Regions from separate parts of the Sus scrofa genome. Here region 2 is linked to region 1. Evidence: chromatin contacts called from public Hi-C data. All regions are on one chromosome and are shown on one strand. The core of a region is the stretch at or near the end of the contact, and the rest is flanking DNA. Distances in the headings are between cores, read along the strand shown.

Region 1 (4,571 bases), core at 1,385-3,884:
AGGAATCTTCGAACTACACCACAGCTCATGGCAACACAGGATCCTTAACCCACTGAGCAAGGCCAAAGATCAAACCCAAGTCCTCATGGTTACTAGTTGGATTTGTTTCCCCTGCACCACAAGGGGGAACTCCCACATGGTGACTTTTCTTTCTCTCCTATGTTCAATGTTAGCCATGTGGAATTTTGACACACTTAGTATATTTATTTCACAATATGATCCCAACCTGAAGTGAGCTGTATAATATGAACGAACGGTCCTGTTGAAGAGGGGCAGTGGGGAGCGGGGAGACTCTTTTTCAAGCTTTTACATTGCACCATTAATTGACAGTCATAAGCCACTTATAAACACCAAGGGCTAGAGAAATAGAAATAGTAATCTTCAGCAACCCTGTCTTCCCAACTGAGTGTGCTTAATACACAGCTACCTGAGCCATGGCGGCGACAACGCCAGATCCTTAACCCACTGAGCCACAAGGGAATTCCCCCCTTAAGCTATTTAGTTCTTAAAAATGAGATGGCTGGAGTTCCCTTCATGGCGCAGTGGTTAACGAATCTGACTAGGAACCATGAGGTTGCAGGTTCGATCCCTGGCCTTGCTCAGTGGGTTAAAGGATCCGGCGTTGCCCTGAGCTGTGGTGTAGGCTGCAGACACGGCTCGGATCCTACGTTGCTGTGGCTCTGGTGTAGGCCGGTGGCTACAACTCCGATTCAACCTCTAGCCTGGGAACCTCCACATGCCGTGGGAGCGGCCCTAGATAAAGCAAAACAAAACAAAACAAACAAACAAACAAACAAAAAATAAAGTCTCTGAAAAAAAAAAATGAGATGGCTAAAGAGAAAAAAAAAAATGGAGTTCCTGCCGTGGCTCAGTGGTTAACGAATTTGACTAGGAACAATAAGGTTGAGGGTTTGATTCCTGGCCTGGCTCAGTGGGTTAAGGATCTGGCGTTGCCATGAGCTGTGGTGTAGGTCACAGATGCAGCTCAGATCCCGTGGTGCTGTGGCTCTGGCGTAGGCCGGTGGCTACTGCTCCAATTAGACCCCTAACCTGGGAATCTGCATATGCCGCAAGTGCGGCCCTAGAAAAGACGAAAAGACAAAAGTCAACAACAACAACAAAAATGAGATGGCTAAAGCTTACCACATTGTGATCAGTTAGCACCAGTTTTTGGCAAGAGACCTCAAATTTACCACATTCATGTTTTAGCCCATATTAAATCTACATGATGTAGATTAGAAATACATTACTGAAAGAACTCATGTTCAAGAGCAGAAAGGTCATTTGTTTTATACCTTGATGTTGAAATCTGGGCAGAAATCTTCAAATCAGATTGTTGATGCTTTCTGATGCCAGGAAAGGCCAAAAGCAAATCAAATTTTTTTCATTTCCCATGACTCATTCCCTCCCATGGAGTTTTGTGCTATATATTCCCTTCCTTGCCTGTTCTTTTTTGTTTAAAATTCTTTTTACATCACCACCCTCCATCTTTTTTTTTTGCTGATGCTTTCAGTTTGCTGTATCTTGGACTGCAGAAGGAGAAGTAGTTTAAGTTCCAACCTTTGAAACCTCTTAATACTTGCTGAGTGGTGAGTGGTCAAGGGGTGAAGTGGAAAAGATTGCTGATTGAACTTACCACATTTGGAAAAGCCCTTCTTACAATAGCTCAACCATCCCTGCTGTAAAGAATTAAGTATTTATTTTCCTTAAAATCCAAAATATTTTGGAACATTCTCCAGAAAATGATGCCCACTTTCTGTACTTAGTGGACAGCTTGAGGAACTTTATTTTTCAGACCCACTTTAAACCCAAGTTCCTTTTGTATAATGTATGTCATGCAGATTCAAAATGATTTCATTTTAGATTTATAGTGTTGGTTATCTGCTCTATTGCTTCTTGCGGTTTTTTCAAACTTCTTTGCAATTATCAATAGACAGCATTGATCTCGTGTAAGGCAGTAGTTTCTGAGTAAAATTCTTCACAGAAGCCAAGACACAATATCAATATGGAAATAAGTTAGTCAACTCATCATCAACATCAACAATTTGCTTCATGATCAGAGAGATACTAACGCCCCACCCCCTCTTTCATCTGCCTTTCTAATAGGCTATAGATGCAAAAATATTAGAAGCTATGAAAGCCCTCATGCCACCAGATTTTGCGTCATTCTTTCCTGGGACCCTGGTGGGAGTCTTTTTTTTCTCTCCGTTTCAGCTAACACAAAATAAACAGCTGTGAACAGTGAGGTTACCACCTCTTCCTGGTAATTTTATTTCCACTATACTCTTCACAGCTGCTCACAATTATACTAAATGAAGCTCTTTTCCGTTATTCTTAATTCTTTCCATTCTCCTCTCCCACCCTTGATTTCCTCCTATTTTCAGATACTTGAAGATAAATGTCCCTACAGCCTTGCCTGCCCTACAGCCTTCTCTCCTGTTTCCTCAAATCATCCAGACATAAATATTTTAATACATTCACAGTGTATTTCTGATGGCACTAAAGCGCCTGCACAACGGATCCCTTATTTATAAAGCCCACATCTGCTGAATGACCTGTAACGCTATACTAGCTCGTGAACTCTCCATGAACAGTCGACCTGGAAGGATTTTACTTCCACTACTTACAAAGAGAAAGATGGAGAAAAGAGAGTCGATCGATTACAAAGAGAAAGCTTTTAATCCATCTTTTCGGTGATCTTTGGGGGCTGCGAGCCGGTATTTAAATTGAACAGGAGGAGGAGACGGAGGATGGATAGAACCGAGGAGGTGGGGGCGGAGCTAGCTCAGCACATAAAACCCCTTGCTTGCTAGAAGGGAAGCACGTTCGTTTGTGCCTGAGCCACTCGTCTGTGACCACGAGAGATGGGGCAGCCTGTGCCTTGAGGACGAAGATCTGAAGAAGGAAAACAGGGACGAGAAAACCAGCCAGATAGAGGAGGACCTCTGGAGAAAGCGGAAGGCAGGAGACGGGGAGGGGAAAGGAACCCACGCCAGGTGGAAACAGGACCTAGAGCAAACCGGTCGGGTCTACAGTTGTTTTTCTGGAAGAGAAGAAAGTACCGGAGGATTGCCTTTTTTTCCCTTAAGTTAATGAAAACTACTTTTATCCTCATCATAAAAGAAAAGGCTTAAGGGGAGGTAAAGACAATCTGTTTTCTTAGGGGGAGAGCTGAGGGAAATCCAGACTATCTCTTTGAAGCGTCTGAAATAAGCCGCTGCTTGGTATAGATTGCAGAACGGTCCTGGTTTTTGAAGAGCCACATCCCTTTCAGGAGAATTCCAGCCGGAGTAGCTAGTACAGTTCTATTTTTATATTTAAATGTCTATGTCTCTTCCCCCCTCTTTTAACAACACTTTCTTTGTTTGTAAGCACGAGTAACAAGAAAGTGCCAAGACAGTAGGAATTTTTTCATTTTTTTCTTTTACCTGCCTGGGTCTTTTTTTATTTTTTTATTTTTTAAGAGGGTAGGAATGGTCTTTTTCTCGGAAAAGGACATTTCCATGTGAAAGGCTCTCTCTCTAAATATATTTACACCCGTATGCATTTAGAAAGAGAGATACCTTTCGGAGGTTGAAATCCTACTGAGAAACATGGAAAAAGGAGCCAGGCAACGAAACAACACTGAAAAGAACCACCCAGGTGGGAGCAAGTCGGAGACTGGTTCTGGAGAGGGCGGAGTGGCCCTGAAGAAAGAGATTGGATTGGTCAGTGCTTGTGGTATCATTGTAGGTGAGTCCAATTCCTTTTCCCACCGACCACTCCTCCCCCTGTCTGGTGGTCCTCTTGCAGAACCTTAACCCCTCACCTCCCCCCAACCTTCCTAAAGCACTGTTTCTGCTTCCTACTCCCTTAGACAAGGGTTGTCACTCACCTGTGCTATAAACTACCCCACTGGTCACGTTTGAGAGATGCAGGAAGCATTGTATGTCCTACTTCTCTTTCTCCAAATGAGGCTGAGCAGTTCTGTCCAGTGCTGATGAATGGAGCAAATAGGGGACACACACCTGGTCAGTGCTGATGGTCAGTGTTGCCTGGAAGCTTGTTGAAAATAGAGGTCTCTGGGCTCCACTCTTGCAGCTTGCAGGTTCCGATTCAGTTGGCTTAAGGTAGGGCTGGGAAACCTAGTTTTTTTTTTTTTTTTTTTTTTTTTTTTTTTTAGTATGAGTACTTTATTTTTTTATTAATTCATTTTTTGGCTGTGCCTGAGGCATTTGGAAGTTCCGGGGCCTGGGACCTGTGCCACAACACCAGGCCCTTAACCCCACCAGGCCGCCAGGGAACTCCAGGAACCTAGATTTTTAACAAGCTTTTAGGCAGCCATCTCCTCAGTAGGCTGTGGGCTAGATTTGAGACATTTAGTGGATATTTCACTGTTTTACGTTATATGAGACTGTGGGCTTAGGAGATGTGCAATAATAAAAATGGCTACAACAGCAGTAAGAATACCTTGCCTTTCTATAGCTTTTCCACCTTAGCACTTTCTCTTGATGAAGTAGATGTGACAGGGCTGTTATTCCCATTTCACAGATGAGGAAATAAATTGTGGAAGAAAAGATGAGACAGACTGG
Region 2 (4,571 bases), core at 1,191-3,690, 45 kb after region 1:
AATTAGGAGTTTGTGATTAGCAGATACACACTACTGTATATAAAATAAATTTATAAATGGCATGTCATCCTTGCGCAGGGGCCATGCTAATCTTCTCTATATCGGACCAATTGTATAATAGGGGCTCCCAAGGGAGCACTCGGATCTCTCTCCTTTTCTCTCTCTGGCCTCTGTGTTCCATCATTACACCTCCTTTTCTATCTCTGACCTTTCTGCCTCCCTGTTGATTCTGGTGATGATATTGGGCCCACTCAGATAATCCAGGCTAATCTCCCCACCTGAAGGTCTTTAATCACCTCCATCAAATTCTTTTTGTAAGGCAGCATTCACATGATTAGGATGTTGACATCTCTGGGCTGTTGATTATTCTGCCTGTCATAGACCCCATGAGTTCTGATGTCATTGTCGAGGGTGGGGGTAGTGAAGCAGAGGCTTCTGTGACTCCCCGGGGATTAGAGTCTGAGGATCAGGGCTGGCCTGGGGCTGGGGGCACCTTCTCTTAGGGAGCAGGAGCTTACTCACTTGTCTACAGCGGACAGGCTCCAGGTCAGCAACAGGTTGTGCACTGTTTTGGGTCTGACAAGTACTCTGCATCTCTGCCAGTTCTGGAGCTGTTGCATGGACAGAAAGCATTGAACCTGCCTCTCCTACTTGGCAGTTGCTGGGCCCTGGGCTCTGGGCAGGGTACAAGATTACTGGATTTTGAGTCCTCTCCTCCTGCCTGCCTCATTTTTTTGTATTCCTTTCTGTTGCCTTGACATTAAGCTTTTCAAACTGGGCAGATTAAATAACCAACCTCTGCCTCAGCATCTTCTTGAAGTCTCATCTTCCTGATAGCTTTTTCACACACACACACACCCCCTTTTTTTTTTTTTTTCTGTCTTTTGTTTTTTAGGGTCGCACTCGTGGCATATGGAGATTCCCAGGTTGGGGGTCCAATCGGAGCTATTGCTGCTGGCCTACACCAGAGCCACAGCAACTCCAGATCTGAGCTACATCTGTGACCTACATCACAGGTGACGGCAACGCTGGATGCTTAACCCACTGAGCGAGGCCAGGGATCAAACCCCACAACCTCATGGTTCCTAGTCGGATTTGTTTCCACTGCGCCACAATGGAAACTCCCACACCCTTTTTAAGCCAGGAAACAGAAAGAAAAAAAGAGAGGAGGAAATGCCCAAGAAATACAGAGAAGCCTGGGATTCCCTCTGGAGAAGCAGAACCCACCACCACAGCAAGATTACAATGGTCAAGAACCAGAGTCTTATGCCTTCTGGTTTACTTATTTATTTTTATTTAGGGCCACGCCTGCAGCATATGGAAGTTCCCAGGCTAGGGGTTGAATCGGAACTGTAGCTGTGGCCTACACCACAAACTACAGCAACATGAGATCCAGGCTATATTCTTGACCTGTGCCGCAGCTTGTGGCCACACCAGATACTTAACCCACAGAGCAAGGCCAGAGATTGATCCCGCATCCTCATGGACACTAGTCAGATTCTTAACCACTGAGCCACAATGGGAACTCCTGTCTTCTCTTTTATTTGGTCCAGCCAATCTCAAATTATAAAATTCTCTCCATTGCTAAGGGTCTTCCCCACCTATAAGAAGCATCTCTGATTTCCTGGCCTGAGCTAGGAACTCTTCATGGATGCCTGCCAGCCTCTTTGAAGAACTCTGCCATCAACATACTGCTTTGTGGAGTTCCCCTTGTGACACAGTGGAAACGAATCTGACTAGGAACCATGAGGTTACGGATTCCATCCCTGGCCTCACTCAGTGGTTTAAGGATCCAGCATTGCCGTGAGCTGTGGTGTAGGTTGCAGACCCGGCTTGGATCTGGCCTTGCTGTGGCTCTGCTGTAGTCCGGTAGCTATAGCTCTGATTCGACCTCTATCCTGGGCACCTCCATAGTGCCCACACTAAAAAGCAAAACAAACAAACAAAAATCATATTGCTTTGTGATCATCTTTCGCTCACCCATCTACCCTCTTACAATGTCAACTTCCTGAGGACAGGAAGGGACTTGTGTCTTATGTATAACTACCTCCACCAGAGTATGTAGAACTTACAGGCTCTTTGTGGATGGTGGTTGGATGGTTGGATGGATGGATGCATGAAGATCCTCACAGCTCAAGGCTGTAGTGACCACTGGACCCCCTCTATATGTGGCTTCCCTGAGGTCACTGTGTCTTAAGCATGTAGAATTCAAGATCTGGCTGGGAAGAGAGAGGGGACGTAGCCATCAGCAAGAGAAAGAGGCGCTGAGGTCAGACGGGCAGAGGCAGGATGTCGCAGGGCAGGGGCTTGGCAAGTGTTGCCTTCACTCACTGACCTTTCCTCTCCGGATGGAGGCTCGGGTTTCAGCCTGCTGTGAGGAACGCTAGCCTGTGGTTCCAGGAGACTGGAAGTACTCTCTTTCCCCCTCCGTCACTGCTGTGATCACCCAACTGCAGGGCGAAGGGTCACACAGGGCCTGCAGCCATTGTTCCAAGGAGATTAGTGTTACTGGCTGCCTGTTTCTCCCACCCCATTTTATGTCTGGAAGATTCCTGAAAAGGCTAAAGGTTTAATCAAGGGCTAAAATTGTCCCTTCCTTCAAACATCTCCAATTCCCCAAGGAGCACTCTGAGGAAGTCTCTCTGGCTGCCCTGATAAGGTCCCTTTGTGTTTTCTATCCAGGAGGTGGGGAGGTGACCGCATTCCTCCTCCCCGCCCTGCCCTCTCCTCCCCTTGGTACAAGGACTTGCTTCTCCACGTGATGAGGTCACGCTCGTTCTGGCTCCTTATTCTGTAATCCTTACCTGTCCTCAAGCCACAAAGGTGTTGTTTCCTAATCTTCCTTTATCCTTTAGTCATTACTGTTTGTATCTGCTTGAACTCCTGGGTCCCAGGGGCCCAACCTTGTCCCTAATGCTTCGGGGCCCTGGGAGAAGTTGAGATTATAGGCCCAGTTGCTGGGAGTGACTTAGGTTGAATTGTAGGCAGGCATGTGATCCTGAAATCCTTATTGAATTGAGTAAGATAAACCAAGCAGTGTATTTACTAGGACAGCTCAGTCCTTCTGGAACAATTACAAAATGTTCTCCCAGTTCGGGCATTTAAAATCCTCCCTCTGACCACATGTTTTGGTTCTCCTTATATGACACCGTCTTGGATTAAAAAAACTCCTCCACCAGGAGTCATGAGTCCAGGGCAGCATAACCACCCTTGAAGTTGTGTTTTCTGCTGCTCTTTCTGTGAAACCCACTGAGGAGGTTCCTGGGGAGCAGGGAACGTTGGCATGTGTCGTAGGATGTGTGGACTGAGTTGAACTTGGAGGACTAATGAACTGTGGCATTTTCTTTATTGAGTGTTAAATGTTTATTGAGCACCTACTATTTGCAGGCACCAGTGCTATATATACCCTAGGGTTAGAAACAGGGAAAAGTCACAACTGCCTTCCTAGTCTACCAGAAGACAGAGAAAATGAAACAGTATTTTATTTTATTTATTGGCTTATTATTTTTGCTTTTTAGCACTGTACTCACGGCATATAGAGGTTCCTAGGCTAGAGGTCAAATCAGAGCTCTTGGCCTACACCATAGCCACAGGAAAGCAGGATCCATGCTGTGTCTGTGACCTACACCACAGCTCGCGGCAACACCAGATCCTTAACCCACCCACTGAGCTAGGCCAGAGATCGAACCCACAACCTCATGGTTCCTACTCGGATTTGTTTCCACAGTACCACAATGGGAACTCCAAACAGATAATTTTAATACAAAGAAATAAGTGTCAGTCTTAGATATTAACAGTGGTCTGGGCATAGAGGAGGGAGAAATTTCATTCCTTGTCTACAAGACACAGCTGATATATCTTCCCGGGCAGATGCCTCATCAAGAATAAATAATAAAGACTCACAGAACAGGCGACATTTGAGCTAGATCTTGAAAGATGAGAAGGAGCTTGCCAGCTAGAGATGGCATAGGAAGGTTACAGATGGATAACAATGTCAGGTCCCTATCCTGTGGAAATGTTCTAAGAATCAAGAACAGTTGGAAAATACTTGGAAAGTAAAAGAACAGTTTAAGAATAAAGTATTGATATAACTTGATCTGCCGTTCAGGTGAAGTCAGAGGCCTTATTAGAGGCTTGAGGAAAGAGAGTCTTGTGCTTGTATGCATGTGGCTTGCAGCCTTGGAAAACTGGGGGGCATTCTAGTCACTGTTGCAGGGGAAGAGGAAACGAGAGGATTTTAACTTTATCCCTTATTCTCAAGGACTTCATGACTACCAGGAAATGGGGTCCTGTCCCCTGGGCCCCTGGGGGTTGCTTAGGGAGTGTGGTGGTAAAACTCTCCAAGCGTTCAGCCTCTGAGCTCTCTGCCTGTCTTTGGAACTTCCATTTTGTTGGCATCTCTCTCTTTTTTCTCCTTCTTAGGGCTGCATATGCAGCATATGGAGGTTCTCAGGCTAAGGGTCAAATCAGAGCTGCAGCTGCCGGCCTACACCGCAGCCGCAGCAATGCTGGATCCTTAACCCACTGACCGAGGCCAGGGATAGAACCCACATTCTCATGGATATTAGTTG

What was found. Hi-C and Micro-C count contacts between places; a contact is called where the count stands out from the background.
Region 2: a contact with region 1 is called in a Hi-C map of skeletal muscle, with 2.7 times the contacts expected there. The contact joins the enhancer-like site here to the promoter of SLC7A8 in region 1. A contact is called at or near these places in 1 of 5 promoter capture datasets (liver), 4 of 47 Hi-C or Micro-C datasets (embryonic fibroblasts, fetal liver and skeletal muscle) and 1 of 2 datasets of contacts at active chromatin or transcription factors (skeletal muscle).

What each region holds. Positions count from the first base shown.
Region 1 is chr7:75,852,066-75,856,636 of Sscrofa11.1, forward strand. SLC7A8 (large neutral amino acids transporter small subunit 2) reads left to right here and starts at 2,635. Exons shown (of 11, transcript XM_021099239.1): 1 at 2,635-3,732. The coding sequence starts at 3,594.
Region 2 is chr7:75,897,636-75,902,206 of Sscrofa11.1, forward strand. All of the region lies in intron 3 of SLC7A8 (large neutral amino acids transporter small subunit 2), which reads left to right. Among named protein-coding and RNA genes, the nearest start is that of CEBPE, 27 kb to the right of the region's middle. Within about 2 kb of position 2,441, at least 25 of the 83 cell types and tissues checked have an H3K27ac peak or open chromatin away from gene starts, as enhancers often do. A contact at or near this core is called in skeletal muscle, where this site is marked.